2 separate regions of the Zea mays genome follow, and region 1 is linked to region 2. Evidence: chromatin contacts called from public Hi-C data. All regions are on one chromosome and are shown on one strand. The core of a region is the stretch at or near the end of the contact, and the rest is flanking DNA. Distances in the headings are between cores, read along the strand shown.

Evidence for each region. A called contact is a pair of places that touch in the nucleus more often than the background predicts.
Region 1: a Hi-C map of ear shows a contact between it and region 2, with 3 times the contacts expected there. The contact joins the promoter of LOC103654746 here to the promoter of LOC103654735 in region 2. A contact is called at or near these places in 2 of 25 Hi-C or Micro-C datasets (ear and leaf).

Annotation. Positions count from the first base shown.
Region 1 is chr4:235,037,254-235,040,938 of Zm-B73-REFERENCE-NAM-5.0, reverse strand. It overlaps LOC103654746 (basic leucine zipper 19), which reads left to right and starts at 2,254. Exons shown (of 4, transcript XM_008681571.4): 1 at 2,254-3,486. The coding sequence starts at 3,095.
Region 2 is chr4:234,429,650-234,433,368 of Zm-B73-REFERENCE-NAM-5.0, reverse strand. LOC103654735 (transcription factor GTE4) reads left to right here and starts at 1,837. Exons shown (of 5, transcript XM_008681562.4): 1 at 1,837-3,719. The coding sequence starts at 2,146.

The sequences.
Region 1 (3,685 bases), core at 1,005-3,504, 610 kb before region 2:
GAAAGCTCACTCGGTCTAAGTGACCATTTGAGAGAGGGAAAGGGTTGAAAGAGACCCGGTCTTTGTGACCACCTCAACGGGGAGTAGGTTTGCAAGAACCGAACCTCGGTAAAACAAATCATCATGTCTCGCTCTTTATTTGCTCACGATTTGTTTTTCACCCTCTCTCTCGGACTCGTTCATATTTCTAACGCTAACCCGGCTTGTAGTTGTGCTTAAGTTTATAAATTTCAGATTCGCCTTATTCACCCCCTCTAGACGACTTTCACCTCCTCTCTTCTTCTAGCTCGGCATGTAATATTTCAACCCAATCTTATAATAACTCAAAAATAAGTATATAACTCAAGGAATGACAAGTTACAAAAGCATTAATCTGGATCTAAAATCTAAATGGATTTTTCCGAGTGCTATGACCTTCACACTCGGCAAAGTAACTCTTTGCCGAGTGTTACTGGCAAAGTGACTAGAATACTCTTTTTATTTGTTTTTACTATTCCATCTAAACAAACAAAACATATATCACATAATCATCACAGATATCACATAATCATCATATACATAATAGAGACCACATATTTCAAAAAACCAAAACCTCACAACTTTTTCACAAACATATCTATATTCATACCAAGTTTCACCAATATAAGTTTACCAACTCTCAAACATAAGTTTTTCACAAACATAAGTTCATGACAAGTTTCTCACAATCACCTCTAAGAGAAGATGATCAGCGAGGTGGGTGACTGGACTGGTGCGACGATGGGCGGGACGATCCATGATGGTTGTTGGATTCCGCCCCAGATTGTCCTTGCACAGAGAAGAAATTGCATGTGTTATACGAGATGAATATATATCATGCAGGACTAGAATTTTTATACTCACATGAGTATAGAACTGCGCAGGGTCAACTGGAGGGAATAACGGAGGCAGTGGAGCAAAACCATATGCGGCACCAAGGCTCTCTATGTAACGAAACATCTCCGCCATCCTCTGCTGATCTGCCAAGTGGGCCTTCCGCTCCGCTATCATCCTCGACTCCATCTCCTGCTGTTCCCTCCTCTCTTCTTCTAGCTGGGCATGTAATATTTCAACCCAATTTTATAATAACTCAAAGAAAAGGTATATAACTCAAGGAATGACGAGTTACAAAAGCACTAACCTAGAGTTGCTGTATGCGACTATACGATGATTCGAGCTGTCCTTCCGAGGTCATATGGTTAGGCTCGAGCTCGTGCTCCTTCTCGCACCTAAGACAGAGTGAGAGTGGACGACGAGTCGATTGTCCCGTCGGCAATCCAGTACCACCCATGACTTATTTTACACGAAAAATTGTTAGACCATAGCCTTATTTCTTTATATATATATTCAAAAATTTTAAATACTGATTAGAGCCACTAATCAATACTAAATAGTTCTTTTAACGGATAGTGCGATTGACACTAACAAAAATAGTGTCTTCAATTATTTATTGTGCATTGTCCAGGTACTAAAGGCAATTTTACCATTATTATTAAAGGATTCTTTCTATATTAGTAGTAGTAGTATATCCATGCTAGAATCTGGATCTGAAATCTAAATGGATGCCGAATTTGCACTACTGCAAGTAGCATGGCAGACGACGAGCAAGTGACCACAACCTATCTGTCTCTGGTAGTCTGGTCCCGGCGTCCAACACGTGGTGTCGAGATGCTCTGCATCTGCCAAGCCCCCTGCCCCCATTCCCAGCTGACGAGCTGCTCAACAAGTCTACCACTGTAATGTCTGAAACCCAGAACCAGAAGCCAGGGCCAGCTGCAGCTCCATAACTAACTAGTGGGCGAAAAAATTTACAAGTACTACTGCTAGTACTGGTTCATGTCTATCCATCTATCTATCAACCTATTTTTCATTTCTACTCATCATGTGGGTGTATCCGTGTATAATGCACTCCACAGGCCACAGCCTCTCGATCGCTTAGCTGTCTCTAGCTGTCTGCTGCCTCGCCGCCCCCTCCTCCTCTCATCATGTGATCTCCCTCGTCTCCATCCACCCTTGCTCCTCTCCTACTTGCCACCCTTTTTCTCCAGTAATAAATCAAAACAAACAAATGGACCCTCCCTAGGTACCTAGCTAGCTACCTAACTAACTAACTTTGCACAGATACCTAATTACTGTACCTTTGGATAACTAATCATAAGGCTAGGGAGCTAGCTACATGCATCGTCACCAAATCCACAGCAATGCAACAAAGCACCAACAGCTCACATGGTAGTAGTCAATCTCAGCGTTAGTACAAATCTTAGCTCAAGAGTCATGAAACAATGCCAGTACAAAGGTTAGCTAGGAGCAGTTCGTTTTGCCTACTAGGAAACAAATATGAAATTATTGCCCTAGACATGGTAGTAGAGTACTCCTACTAAGAGCAGTCTCAACCCAAGAGTTTTTATAGGCTCCACATCATCTAGAAACTACTGTTAGACACTAACTCTCCAATGCAAATCAATATTATTTAACTGACTTTAATACTCATCTTCGTGTTGAAACCAAGTCTTATGCAAGATCCAGTTTCTTAATCTTTCTTCATTTAATTGCTTGCTATATCATTGCTTGCCATATCATCTTTTAATATCTATGCAACAGCTGAATTAATGCTATAAAAACTGGATGACGTGTAGGGTTGGGACTGTGCTCTAAACCACCTAACCTACCAGATCTCTTGGATCTTGATATGCATAGCCCTAAACACATGCGTGATGCTGCAAGACAAACAGCCTCTAAAGGCTGTCACCAAAGCATGCAGATGCAGATGCAGTCTCTATCACGAACTAATGCATTGCAAGTGCACTGTGATTTGCCCCACCACCGCCAGGCCCCCCATGCATGTGCACCTATGCATCTCCACCTACACTGCGTTCTTGCAACCAATAACCATATACATACACACACACTAATAACTATATACATACATCTCCAACACAGCTAGCAAAGGCAGCAGTCGAGCACTCCACCATCCAGCTTCGCATCCCGCAAGTTCCCAGTCAGCCGAGCAGCCAGCGGCGGTGCCAAGAAGGCCGAGCTGCGAGCTCCACTCCCCACACCTCAGAAGAAAAAGGTGATGGCGCAACTGCCGCCGCGGGCGCCGAGCGCCGCGCCGCAGGACCACTGGCCGCCGGCGGCGGGGGAGTTCCTGGGCTTCGCCGCGGCCAGGCGCGGCGCGCACCGCCGCTCCGCGAGCGACTCGGCCGCGTTCCTCGAGGCCGTGCCCATTGACGACGACGTCGTCATTGGCGGCGGCGGCGGCGGCGGCGACGACTTCGACCGCCTCGACCACGACCAGCTCCTGTCCATGTTCTCCGACGTCGACGTCTCCGTCTCCGTCTCCGTCTCCGGCAGCGCCGGGGAGAGGGCGCAGCTCATGGACGCGGGGGGTGCGGGTGCGGACGACGGGGTGGCGGACTCGTCGCCGGCTGCCGCGGACGGCGTCGCTGAGCCCAAAAGGGTCAAGAGGTTAGTTGCGACTTGCAGCTTGCCTAGTGGGGTGGTGAGTGGTGGCTCCGCTAGTACATTTTAAGTAACCATCTTTTTCGACTACCGATCCGATCTACCATGGTGAAACAGTAGTTTTTTTTTTATTTATTCAATCAAGGTTCCTACTTTTGGAGGACTGCGGTCTCAGGACTACGATAGTGCCTTTAATTTGCCATTT
Region 2 (3,719 bases), core at 588-3,087:
CAGAGATCTGATATGATATTGCACACTTTATAATACTTAACAAAGAACTCAACCAGCAGTTATAACTTAAATAGGATCAAAGTTAACGTGAAGGAAATGATAAGAGTTTTCATATTTTTCTTTTTGTGGATATTTTCAGATATATATAAGAGGCTCAAAGGAAACACAAAGGATAGAGTGACCAGCAACTAAACAAAGATTCTAAGGGCTAAAACTTAACAAAACTCATTGAAACAACAGATTGAAACAAAGGGCTATGACAAAATATTTTATGGCTTTTGGTGGATAGGACGAACACAAAATATATGTAGCTAAGGGTAAAGAATCCTACCGTGGAAACTAAGGCTTTGATACCAGATGATGTGTCATGATGCCCGATCTTCACGATGTAGGATCAATCTTCAGATAACTAGCTTCAAAGAAGCCAAGATAACTTGCTGCAAGCAGCGATAACTAGTGCAACCTGACAAATAAAACTCGAAGCCAACCACCGTCTTTAACCGGCAGCCTGAATCGAGGATTCGTCCAACCACACTCTCAAAGAACCAACCAACATAGCCTACAATCAATCGAGGAGACCTCGAAGAGAGTAGGAGCACCAATTGGGAGCGGATGAAGCCGCCGCTTCTGCAATCCCGCGAAGGAATTCACAAGAGCAAAGGGGTAGAGATCACTCTCAATATTTGTTAGCACATAGCTGAACAAAGGGGTTATGTTTTAGATTATCATAAGCTGCCTTGCATCATAGACATAGGGGGGTATTTATACTAGTAACAACCAGCCTTAGCGAGGTATAAACACGAAACAAAAGTATTTTCACGTGCTAATGTGAAGGAGCCTCTTCGGGAGATCTGCAGAGCTGATTTCCGTGTGGCTGTTTGACTTCTGCGCAGCCTTCAGTATTTTGACAATAACTTCTTCTAGGAATCTTCAAATGACGTGGGACTGGTTGCATTGGAAAGCTAACTTGATAATCTTTCTCACCATATATAGCATGCTTAATGAAACTTCGTAGAATGATACAGTTTAATACGAAAACTTGGTCATCAAGCAGACTGTTGACCTTCTGACCAGTCAGCACTAAAGTAGGTCGGCTGCCTTTCTGGTAGATTTGATTAAGTCGGCTTTAGAAGCATTGGAAACTAGACTTCAAGAGTTTTCCAAAAAGTACTTATGGGCCTTCATAGCTTTTGGGAATCAAAAGATATGACTGTTTCTTCTGGACGGTTCTGTTGCGCTGGACTGACTCGGACATAGCTCTTCTTGTTGATTCGCCTTTGATATGTTTTGTCCTTCCTCTTTGGTGAACCTAAGTAATATCAACATACACGACTTAGGTAGCATAAAGTTCTCATTAGTGTTTAATTGAAATTCATAAAGTAGCGCGTGCACCTCTTGTTGTAGCTTCTTAGCTCGGCTACGTGTAATTGGTCCATCAAAGACTTGGGTTGGTGATGATATTGGTTGTACTTGAGTTGATATAGTATGACTTGGGGGTTGTAACGTATTGCTTAATGGCGTGGTCATATCAGCTCGTCTCTTGTATTTTTTTTCGCTTAGCCTCTTGAGACTTTACAAGAGACCCCATATTAAATGAGGCCCTATTTAATAGGGGTCTTTTGAGGGGTCTCTAAGGGGTTAACTGCAATAAAATGCAAGACACGAAGAGCCCGTCGTTACATAATTCTCCATACGCATTGTTTTTTAGCTGCATTTATGATTTAGGAAAAACTCAGAGTTGTAACATGCTGTTTCTATATTGTTTTTTGCAATTAGAAAACCTTTCCAATGTAGTACCATATCAGTACACGCCAATACGAAAATCCACCGTATCCGCGTACCCATCCCTAGGCGAGAGGGGATGGTGCCCTGGCACCAGCCACACGAGCGCCCTCACCTGCTCCTGCGACGCTCGTCGGCTCAGCAGCAGTCCTCCCCCACAAAAGCAGAGACGCGTCCGACGCCGCCACCAAAAGCACCTTCCCCAGCCACGCTCCGCCGCCATAGCCGCAGGAAAATATCAAATCGGAGCCGCGAAGCACAACAGAAATTTTTTTCCCTAGGGCTTGCACGCAAAACCCTCCTGAATTCCCCAATTCCGTGCCGTCCCTCGCTTCTTGTGGGCCACGAATCTAGGGTTTATGCATGGCTTCTGACCCTCCCGGAGATGGCACCAGTGGTGAGGAGACGGCGCCGGGCCCTGCCCCCGCCGTGGAGGCGCCGCCTGCTCCCGCCGTTCCGGCCAGGTCGCGCTGGGCCGCTGAGATCAAGGTCTACACCCGTAAGCACCCCCGCAAAAACCCTAAACCTCCTCCAGAATCAGCGGCTGACCCCGTTTCTGTTCCTTCCCCGGCTCCGAATCCCCTTTCTGAAACCTTATCCTCGATTCGCCGCTCCATCCACCGCACGGAGGCGGTGGACGCTGCGGCGCTGTCCGATCCGGCAGCGCCGGCCTCGGTTCCCACCCGGGCGCCGTCTGGGGAACGTGGCGCCGCCTCTGGGGATCCCTCGTCTGGGCTGAACCGGGTCGGCGGCGGTATTCCTAACGGCCACGGCGACGACCGGGCGGCCGCCGCTGCTGTGAAAGCTGAGAAAGCACGGAAACGCAGGTTAAGGAGTGAGCTGCGGCGCTGTCTGGCAGGAGAGCTCGACCAGGTCCGCGTGCTCTCCAGGCGACTGAAGGAGGCTGCCGAGGCCCTGGCGCAACAGGAGGCTTCTGAGCCCGTGCCTTTGCCTTTGATGGTGCTGCCAACACAGCAGCAGGTGGTGGATGCTGGGTATGTTCAGCACCAGTTCTTGGCTGGTGATATGGCGGTGCCCATGCCTACTCAGATTGCAGCTGCCGTTACTCCTGCCCGCTCGCTGCTGCATCGCAGACCACTAACCGTGTCAGTTGTTCATAATGAAGCCTTTGAGAAGGAGAAACGGACGCCGAAGGCCAATCAATTGTACCAAAATTCAGAGTTCTTGCTTGCCAAGGATAGGATTCCTCCCTCAGATTCACATGTGCGCAAGAAACCCAAGCACCACAAGAAGAAACATAGGTCCCTAGAATCTCGTGGCGCAGACTTTGATGCCGAGCGGCGCCTGTACTCTCATGCGTTCAAGAAGTCCTCATCACTTCTGAGCCGCTTAATGAAGCACAAGTTTGGGTGGGTGTTCAACAAGCCTGTTGATCCAGTCACACTTGGTTTGCATGATTATTTTACTATTATCAAGCACCCAATGGATCTTGGCACAATAAGGGGGCGGCTGAGCCGTGGGCAGTACAGGAACCCTAAGGAGTTTGCTGAGGATGTCCGTCTTACTTTCCATAATGCGATGACATATAATCCCAAGGGTCAGGATGTGCATTTCATGGCGGAGCAGTTGTTAGGAATCTTTGAGGCACAGTGGCCTGAGATTGAGGCTGAGGTTAACTACCTCGCATCATGTCCTCCATTGCCGAAGAAGTTTCCCCCGCCACCAATTGACCTGCGCTTCCTAGAGAGGTCAGATTCAATGAGACACCATGTGGCATTGGACACCAATTCAAGACCGATCAGTCATACTCCCACTTATACCCGAACTCCGTCAATGAAGAAACCAAGAGCAAAGGATCCAAATAAGAGGGACATGACAATAGATGAGAAGCGTAAGCTTAGTGAGAACCTCCAGAATTTGCCGCCGGTGAAGCTTGATGCTGTTGTGCAAGTCATTAAGAACAAGAACTTATCAGT